Linked DNA regions of Rattus norvegicus: region 2 is linked to region 1. The links are chromatin contacts, called in public Hi-C maps. All regions are on one chromosome and are shown on one strand. The core of a region is the stretch at or near the end of the contact, and the rest is flanking DNA. Distances in the headings are between cores, read along the strand shown.

Region 1 (5,479 bases), core at 585-3,084:
AGAGCGGCTCTGCTGTGTCTCTGTTTTTACATTGTTGGTTTGGGTTTTGAAACTGGTCTGGAACTCACAGAGATCCTCCTGCCTCTGCATCCCTACTGCTCAGTTAAAGATGTAAGACACCAAACCCAGTCCATTCAGAAACATTTTTTGATTTTTTGGTTTTGTTTTTCTTTGTTGTTTTTTGTTTTGTTTTGTTGGTGTTTTTGAGACAGGCTCTCACTGTGTATCCCTGGCTGTCCTGGAAATTATTTTGTAGACCAGGCTAGCCTCCAGCTCATAGAGATCCGCCTGCCTCTGCCTCCCAAGTGCAAGCCAGCCCAACTTTTAACTGGTTTCTAATGGCCGCCCTCCTGAGAACAGTGTTGGGCCCATCCTGGAATCCAGTGATGAACTCACATGTGGCTTCCACCCTGGCATCTGTGGTGCCTGGAAGGTGGCAACAGGGACCTTTCTCTCTTCAGTGGCAGCCTATCCTGTAGCAAAACTTCATCTGTCGTGTGGCTCCTGTGGGCCCCTCTCTGCCATATCATGGAGGGTGTAGCAAGATGTGACTGTCCCCAGCTCCAGCTTTGAGCCTCTTGGCCCTTCCCTGAAACCCTTGGGTCTTTCCAGAAGTTACCACATCCAATGCCCAGCTCTGGAAAAACCCAGGACCAGCCCTCAAGGCTTGACTGAATGTATCTCTCACTGCAAGACTTGGCCACCATGCTGAATCCCAGCAGCCCACACAGCAACCCAGGGAGGGGTCCACCTGCCTCACTCCCACCTCCATACAAGCCTAGAATAAAGTGGTCCTCTCCATACTGTGGGTGGCTCCTTGTTGTTTCTGTCCGACTCCCACCCTGAACGATGGCCTGGTGACAAGCTTTGATAACAGCCTGTTCAACCACCAAGGGTCCAAATAATTCAAGATAGCAGGAAACCACACAGAAAGCAGGCTCACAATGCATAGCTGGCAATTTTTTTCCTTTGAGATGGGTTTTCCTGTTGTTGCATGAATGTACACAATGTGTGTTGTGTTGCCTCTGTGCATGTGGAGGTCAGAGGAAAACTCCTTCTTTTACCCCCTGACCACGCCCCCAGCCCCTCCCTGGGGGAATTCTAGGCAGGGCTCCCTGACCACGCCCCCAACCCCTCCCTGGGGGAATTCTAGGCAGGGCTCCCTGACCACGCCCCCAGCCCCTCGCTGGGGAATTCTGGAGGGGGCTGTGCTTCACACCTGGCTGGTCCCTCAGCATCTCCCTTTAAAGAGAACAGCATACAGTTTGTTTTGTTTGTTTTCTTTTTTTCGGAACTGAGGACCAAACCCAGGGCCTTGTGCTTGCTAGGCAAGCGCTCTACCACTGAGCTAAATCCCCAACCCCCAGCATACAGTTTTTTTTTTTTTAAAGATTTATTCATTTATTATATATAAGTACACTGTAGCTGTCTTCAGACACACCACAAGAGGGCACCAGATCTCTTTACAGATGGTTGTGAGCCACCATGTGGTTGCTGGGAATTGAACTCATGACCTCTGGAAGAGCAGTCGGGTGCTCTTAACCGCTGAGCCATCTCTCCAGCCCCAGCATACAGTTTTGACAACCATCTGAGTTTCTTTCCAATGTTTGTATTATGGTTGTAGATCCCAACATAGGAGCAACTTTGTTTAGAATAAGCTGTGTGGCCCCTCGGGGTGGTTTGAAACAAGCCTCGCTGACTTCCAGTTGATGCCGATCCTCCTACTTCAGCCTCCCAAGTTGTAGGGTGACAAGTTTGCTCTGTGTGTCATGCTGGAACAGCTGTTGAAGGCATCTCTGTGTGTCTCCAGTGTGGGCTGAGGCGGTTCCCATAGATGTCCCTTGCAATGCTGCTTCTCATCCATAGAGGGCGATGCGGGCTAAGGAAGGACAGTGCCACCGAGTCCTGGTAAAGCCCCTGAGCCAGTCCCCCAAGCTTTCTCCCTCCTTGGCTTTTCTGGTCTTGGGATTAGTAGCCAGAGCAGAGGGAAGAGCAGTTGTTTTTTAGTGCCAGACAAGTTAAGGAGGAATGAGATGTGTGGGAGACGCGAGCTTCCCAGGTATATAGGACGGGGAGAGCCTGAGTCTGTGCTGGAGAGACGCTGCTGTGCTGGCCCTCGATGGCATAGTCAGATGGTCTACTTCAACTAAGTAAAACAGCAGGCACTGCCCTTCCTGAGACCCGGGGTTTTGTAGGACTTGATTTGAAGGTCAGCCTGTGTTCAATCAATGAGGTTACAGTGACCCATGCCACAAGGCCCAGGTGCAACCCTGGGCAAGGGGACATGACCACCCTGCCCCGTCAGTGGGTATGGCACCCTGAGTCTGGATTTGCCTCCTCTGCGCATTTCCTGTCACAGAGTCCTACAATGTGTGACCTTTTCTGTCTGACCTTGTCCCTGAGCAGTGTTCTCAGTGTCCTTCCACACTTCTGGAATGATACCCAGGCTGTAGCAGGGGACCTGGTCTGCCTTACTGGCTGGATCTGGCCTTGGCAGCACTGTGTCCAGTGTGGGTGTTTTAGGTGGCCTTTCTGATGGTCCAGAAGCCCCTGGGCTGCATGACCCATTTTCCTAGATGTTTCAGTGACCATTGCTTTGCTCACCCTGGGATACTTACAGGGATGCTGTCCCCAGCGTGTCTCAGGAGAAGGCAAGGCCATTGGAGAGTCCATTTACAGCCTTCCCCAGCACCCAGTTGCCTGAGGACACAGAGTCAGGCAGGTTCTGTCACCTCCATGCCCGCTCCACCCAGCCCCCACACAGTGTTCTTCAGGTCATTAGGGACGTCTGTATGGTCAGGAGCCGATGCCTGCTGCAGTCTTGGTCTCAGTCTGTGACAAGCCTGTGGCCCAGTCACAGCTCATGCACCTGACCCAGATCAACAGACATCCCCTTGTGCTCAGCCCTCTGCATCTCCTGACCCACAGCCTGTGCGTGTCTGAGGCTAGCCCCATCACTGTTACTCTGGATGAGGCTAGGAACTCTGCCAGTGAATGTTACTGGTTTGTTCTTGTAGTCAGGGTTTCTATTCCTGCACACACATCATGACCAAGAAGCAAGTTAGGGAGGAAAGGGTTTATTCACCTTACACTTCCACATTGCTGTTCATCACCAAAGGAAGTCAGGACTGGAACTCACACAGGGCAGGAACCCAGAGGCAGGAGCCGATGCAGAGGCCATGGAAGGATGTTACTGGTTTGCTTCCCCTGGCTTTCTCAGCTTGCTTTCTTATAGAACCCAAGACCGCCAGCCCAGGGACAGCACCACCCACAGTGCTTCTTCCTACCCTTGATCACTAGTTGAGAAAATACCTTACAGCGGGGTCTCATGGAGGCATTTTCTCAAGGGAGGCTCCTTTCTCTGTGATAACTCCAGCTCGAGTTGACGCACAAAGCCAGCCAGTACAGTCAGTCCTCTTGCCTAGACAAACCAAAATGCCAGCTGCAGTGGTCACTTGCAGCTCCAGTACACAGACTTGGTCCTGGGGCCTCAAACAGAACAGATTGGTGCCGTCTACCATACTGTGTTACTGGTTTGTCACCCCTTGATTAAGACAAAGGAAATGTGTGGTGTTTCTACCATCCAGCTCCAGAATGTTCTGTCTGCCCACACTGGAACTCTGCCGCAGCTGACACTGCCCCAGCACCCAGCCCATGTCTCCTCTCCGGGACTCTAACGACTCCAGGAACCTTCCAGAGCAGCCCGTGTGCTGTTTGTCCTGTGTCTAGCTCATTCTCCCTGAGAATTGTGTCCTGGAAGTCCCCTCCATACTTGTGCAAAGATGTATTTATTATGCCGGACATGGTGGCACGTGTCTTTGATCCCAGCACTCAGGAGGCAGAGGCAGGTAGATCTCTGAGTTCAAGGCTGACCTCGTCTACAGAGTGAGTTCCAGGAAAGCCAGGGCAACATGGAGAAAACTTGTCTTGAAAACAAAATTTTAAAAATGCTTTATTTTTAAGTTGTGTACAAGCATAGGTGGCAGTGACCGCTCAGAGCCAGAGCCATGGATGGCTTTGATTCCCCAGTGCAAGGACTGGGATCCAAACTCAGGCCCCTGTAAGAGCAGCATGCATCTTCACTCAGTTAACATTAAAAAAATATTTGTATGAGTGGCATGGCTGCATGTGTGTCCATGCAACATGCATGTGCCTGATGTGCACTGAAGGCAGAAGAGTCATTGGATCTGCTGGAGCTGACGTTACAGGAAGTTGTGAGCTGCGGTGTTGTGGGAGAGCAACCAGAGAAGACTACTCAGACATAGGTTTTAGCAGATAGAAAGTCTTGGGGGGGGGTGTGGGGGCTGGAGAGACGGCTCAGTGGTTAAGAGCACTGACTGCTCTTCCCGAGGTCCTGAGTTCAATTCCCAGTAACCACATGGTGGCTCACAACCATCTGTAATGGGATCCTCCTATTCCCTCTTCTGGTGTGTCTGAAGACAGCTACAGTGGATTCATAAATAAAAAATTAATAATAATGAAAAAAAAGTCCTTACGGGCCAGTGACTATAATATAGTCTGTGTGTGTAGGCCCCAGTATAGCCTGGAGCCTTTCTCAGAGTGAGTTCTTAAGCACAAAACCACATCCTGGGTTGACATACCTCAGTTAGCAAGAACAGTTAGCCAGACTCGGAACTACAGAGGCCAGAAAAACAAAGTTAGTACTGCAGAGCCTTTCCCAGAGCCGCAGACTTTGGCGGATTGGGCCTTTGACGGATTTGGCAGGTGGTGCTGTCTATGTGCTGACCGTGCAGCCGGAATGGTACTGTCATCATGGAGTCAGTTGTCTGGAGCCTGTAACATTAGGAATTAAACTCAGGTCCTCTGCAAATACAGCCAGTGAGTGCTCTTAATCACTGAGCCATTTCTCTAACCCTCCAGTTAAAATTTTAACTTAGCATACAAAATAACAGAGTTCCAGGAATGAAGTCCAGAGCTCTAGAGATGGCCCAATGGTTAGGGTCATGGGCTGCTCTCTCAGAGGACCTGGGTTCGTGGGGGCTCACAACTGCCTGGAAATCTGGTTCCAGGGCACCAACACTCTTTAACTGCCTCCAAGGGTACCAGACACTCACGTGGTGCACAAACACATGTGTAGGCAAAACACTAATACAAATATTTTTATACTGATTTTTAGTATATATTTTATGTATTTATATTTCAAATGTTATCCTGTTCCCCCCAAATATTTTTTGATTTTGTTCTTTTTTTTTTTTTTCTTTTCTTATTTTCGGAGCTGGGGACCGAACCCAGGGCCTTGTGCTTGCTAGGCAAGCGCTCTACCACTGAGCTAAATCCCCAACCCCGATTTTGTTCTTTTTGCTGTTTTTAGTATTTTTATTTTTGAGACAGGATCTCACTCCATACACCAGGTGGCCCTTGAACTCAGAGACCCACCTGCCTCTCCCTCCTGAGTCCTGGGAGTGAAGGCTTAAAATAATTTTTAACAGATCTTTATAGATTTATTTATTTTATTTAT
Region 2 (5,020 bases), core at 673-3,172, 130 kb after region 1:
CAGTTGGATTTTATGGGGTTGAAATTTGCCTGGAACACAGAAGGAAATTCTTTTAACATAAATAAACACCAAATTAACTAATTGATTAAGATTTCAAAAGCAGGGGCTGGAGAGATGGCTCAGCGGTTGGGAGCACTGACTGCTCTTCTAAAGGTCATGAGTTCAAATCCCAGCAACCACATGGTGGCTCACAACCATCTGTAATGGGATCCGATGCCCTCTTCTGGTGTGTCTGAAGACAGCTACAGTGTACTCGTCATATATAAAATGAATAAATAAAATCTTTAAAAAAAAAAAAAGATTTCAAAAGCAGGCAGCTGTGGTGGCTCAGGCCTGTAATCTTAGCATCTAAATAATCCAGAGTAGGCCAGATCCGGTCCAACAAACAGAAAGAGGGGATGGGAGCCTGGGGATGTAGCGCAGTGGCTGGAGTAATTGTCTAGTACACACGAGGCTTCAGGGTTCATCTCCAGCACTGTGTAATGGGCAAGTCCGTGGCCAGTGTGTGCTACATGAGACCTTATCTCAATCAAAAGCAAAACAGAAAAAGGGTTGGGGAGAGGACTCAGTGGATTAGAAACCTTGTGCACAAGCCTCAGGACCTGAATTCTAATCCCCAGCACCCATTTAAAGCTGGGCATGACTGTGTGCATGCAAACTGAGCTTCGGGGTGGAGGCAAGTGGATTCTGGAAGCTTGCCAGTCAGCCAGCCTCACTGAAGTACTCACTGAAGGAAAGAAAAGAGACTAAACAAAGGGCTGGAAAGCTGTATACCTCCTCAAACCCCTGTTTGTGGCTGCACAGTTCTGCACCTTTCCAAGCACTCCACAACAAAGCAAAAAACAAAAAAAAAAAAAATCAAAAAAGTTTCTGGAGTCTAGCTCAACAGGAGAGCGCTTGTCTAGTGTATCTAGGCATGGCAGAAAGAAAAAAGAAATGTCCCATTGATGCCACTCGTGGGTAGGTGAATATTTGAGTGACAATTGAGACACGTGGGTTTCTCAGGATAGGCACCACAACAGATTAAGACCCTGACTAGGGAGTTGGGTCAGTGGTGAAGGGCACTTACTGCAATGGGAGACTTGGGTTCGATTCCCAATACTCACATGGTTGTTCACAACCATGTGTAGCTCTAATTTCTGGGGATCCGAAGTCCTTTTCTGACTTAAGCGAGAATCTGACACACTCATGTTGCACATACATAGAATTACAAAATAAATCTTATTTTTTTCAAAGATTTGTGTATATAAGTACATTGTTGCTCTCTTCAGACACACCAGAAGAGGGCGCCAAATCCCATTACAGATGGTTGTGAGTCACCATGTGGTTGCTGGGAATTGAACCCAGGACCTCTGCAAGAGCAGTCAGTGCTCTTAACCTCTGAGTCATCTTTCCAACCCCTACAAAATAAATCTTTTTTTTTTTGTTCTTTTTTTCGGAGCTGGGGACCGAACCCAGGACCTTGCGCTTACCTAGGTAAGCGCTCTACCACTGAGCTAAATCCCCAGCCCCCAAGATAAATCTTAAATCAATCAAAAACAAACAAAATACTTGGCCGTAACATTCTCCTTGTCCTCTGGGGGGCGCACAAAGGCCATATGTGGCGAAATGCAAATAAGCCTAGTCTGGGCCCAAAGAATGCAGTGGAAAGTCCAGGTGCATTTTCAGTCAGGCGCGCTCTGGACAGCCCAGGCTTCTCAGGGGCTTGACGGTCAAGATCGCGAAGCTGTACCCGCCAAAGTCCGGGGCCGAAAGGCTCTCAGAAACCAGAAGCATATAATTACCCGTACCTTAAAGCTTCTCTTGTCCTAAGCTTTGGGTCTTCCGTCTATCACAATTCCGCGGGAACCGACATTGTAAGCAGGCTCACTTCGGTCAGCCCTTCCCGGCGTCCCTAGCGACAGCGTCCCGGGGGCCTCTGGGGGCCTCGGGACAAGATGGCGGCGGCGGCGGGGTCCGAAAAGCGCGAGTGGAAGCCTCCGGGGCGAGTGTGAGGAGGGGTCCCGGGGTCCCGGGTATCTCCGGGCCGGGGCCCCGCTGCGGAACGGACCATGCTACGTTCTACCGGCTTTTTTCGCTCCATCGACTGCCCATACTGGGCGGGAGCCCCCGGGGGGCCTTGCCGGCGGCCCTACTGCCACTTCCGGCACCGCGGAGCTCGGGGTCCCGGCGCTCCCGGTAGCGGCGGCGTAACATCTCCCGCAGCAGGTAAAGCCCGTACGACCGCTCCTGGTCCACGGCCGGTCCGTGCTATATGTTTCTCTTGCTCAGCCAGACCTCACACCGTCAGATTGCTGTCCCTCCCCTAGCTGCCTTCGCGATGCTGTGCTAGAGCTCTCTGGTCACTAATTAAAACGTAAAGCTCGACACGACGGAGGGAGAGATCATGCAGCCGTGTCCCCAAGCTAAGGGGACTTGGTGCAACTCCTCTGGTCCTCATTCCGTCGTCCACTTTGTTCCGAATGAGATGTCATTTTCTCCTGTCACCGTGCACTCCACCCTGTGCGCTTGTGGCACACCTTGTTTATGATCGCGACAGTTTCCTGGGGCCAGGCCCCCACTGTCTCTGGTAGTTGAATGCACAAGGCCATACGGACACCTGCTGTTTGACGAGCGGAAAACCCCCTTGCCATGGACAGGTGTAGACTTTCAGCTTGGCAGGGAGCGTGATGGCATTTTTTGAAGGCTTTCAGGGATCAGGCAGTATGTAGGAGGTATTGTCTTAGAGAAAAGAGATTAAGATGTTGTTATTTGTCTTTTGTTTGTTTTTACGATTGTATGCCAAGCTAGTTTGGGACACAAAATCCTCAAGCTGCAACCTACTGGCTTCTGGGATGATCCTAACTCGACCCAGAGAATTTAGATTGCATTAAAGAAGACATTGTAGGGGCTAAAGAGATGGCTTAGATTTAAGAGCACTTGCTGCTTTGGAGGGGCGTACTACCTGCAAATGGCGTACTATTACTTGTAGTCCCCATTCTTTGGTGGCACGGCCAGGTGGGCCGCTGAGTTGGAGTTCGGCATGGTCTATATATGAAGTCTTGTTCCAGAAAGCTATAAACAGTGAGGCCCTGTCTGAGGGGTGGGGGGTACGACTGCTACTTCTGCAGAGGCCCTGGGTTGGGTTCCTAGCATCCACACGGCTGCTTTGTAACCTAGTTCCAGGGCACCTGATGTGTTCTGGCTTCTGGGCACCGACCACAGATGGTACAAATGCGTACCCAGACAAACTCTCATATGGCTGACATTAAAAAACAAAAACAACCTTTTAAAAGTGGCATTGCACCCAGGCATGGTGGTGCACACCTTTAATTCCAACATTTGAATGGTAGAGGCAGGTGACTCTCTTTGAGTTCAAGGCCAGCCTGGGTTACATATGTGCCCTTCTCTAACAAAAGGTAGACATTAGGAGGAGAAGGCTGAAGAGACGGGGTTATTGAATAGAGTTCCATTTAGACCTCTCTGGTCATCACTGTTCCTTAGGAGTGGCTCTCCTTTTTAAATATTTATATATATATATATGTATATGTATATGTATATGTATATATATGTATATATATATGTATATATATATGTATATATATATGTATATATATATAGTGCATATATATATTTTTTCCAGGTTTGTCTCTGTAGTTAACAGCTTGCTTCAAAGTCTGTGTAACCCAGGATGACCTTGAGTTTGTGGTCCTCGGTTGTCATGACAGGTGGTCCTCATCCTCACAGTTGGTTTGCTAGGCCCTGGGGATGGGATGCAGACCTCTGGGAGTGAGCTTCACCACTGACTTATTCCCAGATCCCAGGGTTAATTTTAAATACCACTCTCACTCAAGCTGGGTTTGTTTTTTTAAATAAAGACTTATTTATTTTTTTGTATACAAGTATTTTGCATGGATAGATGGGTTCACTGTGTAGCCCAGACTGGCCTTGAACTTGATGTGATCTTCCTGCCTCTGCCCTCTGAGTGTTTGAGGGCCAGGTATGAACTGCCACATCTCTTGATTTTGAGTCTCTCTATCTTCACACATCCACTGGCTTAGGGCACCTGCAAGTGGCCTTCCAACAGCTCCCAGCTTGGGCACCAGTGTCTGTGCTGTATCCGCTGGGGACCCAGCCCAGGTACTAGGGAAACTGCTGCAGAAGAGAAAGGACACAACTTTTCACATTTCAGTGCAGAGGTGGCACTGAAGGCCTGGCATCAGCAACTTCTCAGGCTATGTGACATGGAGTGCTTTTGTTGTTTCCTATAGACTTGTGCCTCTGTTTATGCGTGTCTGACTCGGTGTGCCTGCAGAGGCCAGAGGAGGGCGTTGGATCCTTAGAGCTATTTCAAGGCAGTTTGATACCTTCAGCCATTAGTGCAAGGGCTGCCAGTGCTCTTAACCTCTGAGCATCTCTTTCGCCCTCTTGTTGTTTTGTGGGGTTTGGTTTGGTTTGAGACAGGGTCTCTCTGCGTAGCCCTGGCTGTCCTGGACTTGCTTTGTGTATAAGTCTGGCCTTGAACTCACAGAGATCCTCCTGCCTCTGCCTTCAGAGCACTAGGATTAAAGGTGTGTGCCCCCACCGCTAAACTGACATCTTGGCTTTAAAGTTCACTTCCTTTTTGTTCAGGGATGGAAGCCGTGTTCTGAGCTGTGCCCAGCACAGTTCCATTCCTGAGCAATGTTGGGCCCTCAGCTTTCCTCCCATGCGGACCTTCCTGTGCTGTCCACACAGCTGAGCCACAGCGGCTAGGCCCTTAGTTTCCCAGAAGGTCATGGTTGGGGTCTGATGCTGCTCTGTGTGCCTGACAGTCCCCCAGGGAAAGAGAGAGGTGCTTCACTCCTTGTGGTATCTCCTGGTGTCCTGACCCCAGGTAGTGTCCAGCCTGTCCCTCCCTGCTCTAGGGACTCTGCTGCCTCTCCTTAGTGCACTACAGCAGAAAGTGCACTTCTAGGGAGGCCTGGCCCAAGTGACTCAGCCTTGGTGGCATCCTTCAGGCACTCTGGAGTAGCCCTTCATGGCCTTTGTGCCCACAGTA

Evidence for each region. A called contact is a pair of places that touch in the nucleus more often than the background predicts.
Region 2: a contact with region 1 is called in a Hi-C map of hepatocytes, with 1.6 times the contacts expected there. The contact joins the promoter of Rexo1 here to the enhancer-like site in region 1. A contact is called at or near these places in 3 of 12 Hi-C or Micro-C datasets (Schwann cells, hepatocytes and liver).

Annotation. Positions count from the first base shown.
Region 1 is chr7:9,677,782-9,683,260 of GRCr8, forward strand. It overlaps Mob3a (MOB kinase activator 3A), which reads left to right. Exons shown (of 4, transcript NM_001108734.2): 4 at 1-801. It also overlaps the pseudogene LOC134479619. Among named protein-coding and RNA genes, the nearest start is that of Mknk2, 9.9 kb to the right of the region's middle. Within about 2 kb of position 1,835, at least 18 of the 93 cell types and tissues checked have an H3K27ac peak or open chromatin away from gene starts, as enhancers often do. A contact at or near this core is called in hepatocytes, where this site is marked.
Region 2 is chr7:9,802,832-9,807,851 of GRCr8, forward strand. It overlaps Rexo1 (RNA exonuclease 1 homolog), which reads left to right and starts at 1,923. Exons shown (of 16, transcript NM_001012114.3): 1 at 1,923-2,208. The coding sequence starts at 2,052. It overlaps LOC120093775 (a long non-coding RNA gene), which reads right to left and starts at 1,922. Exons shown (of 2, transcript XR_005487460.1): 1 at 1,791-1,922; 2 at 1-29. It overlaps LOC134479810 (a long non-coding RNA gene), which reads right to left. Exons shown (of 2, transcript XR_010053556.1): 2 at 3,839-5,020.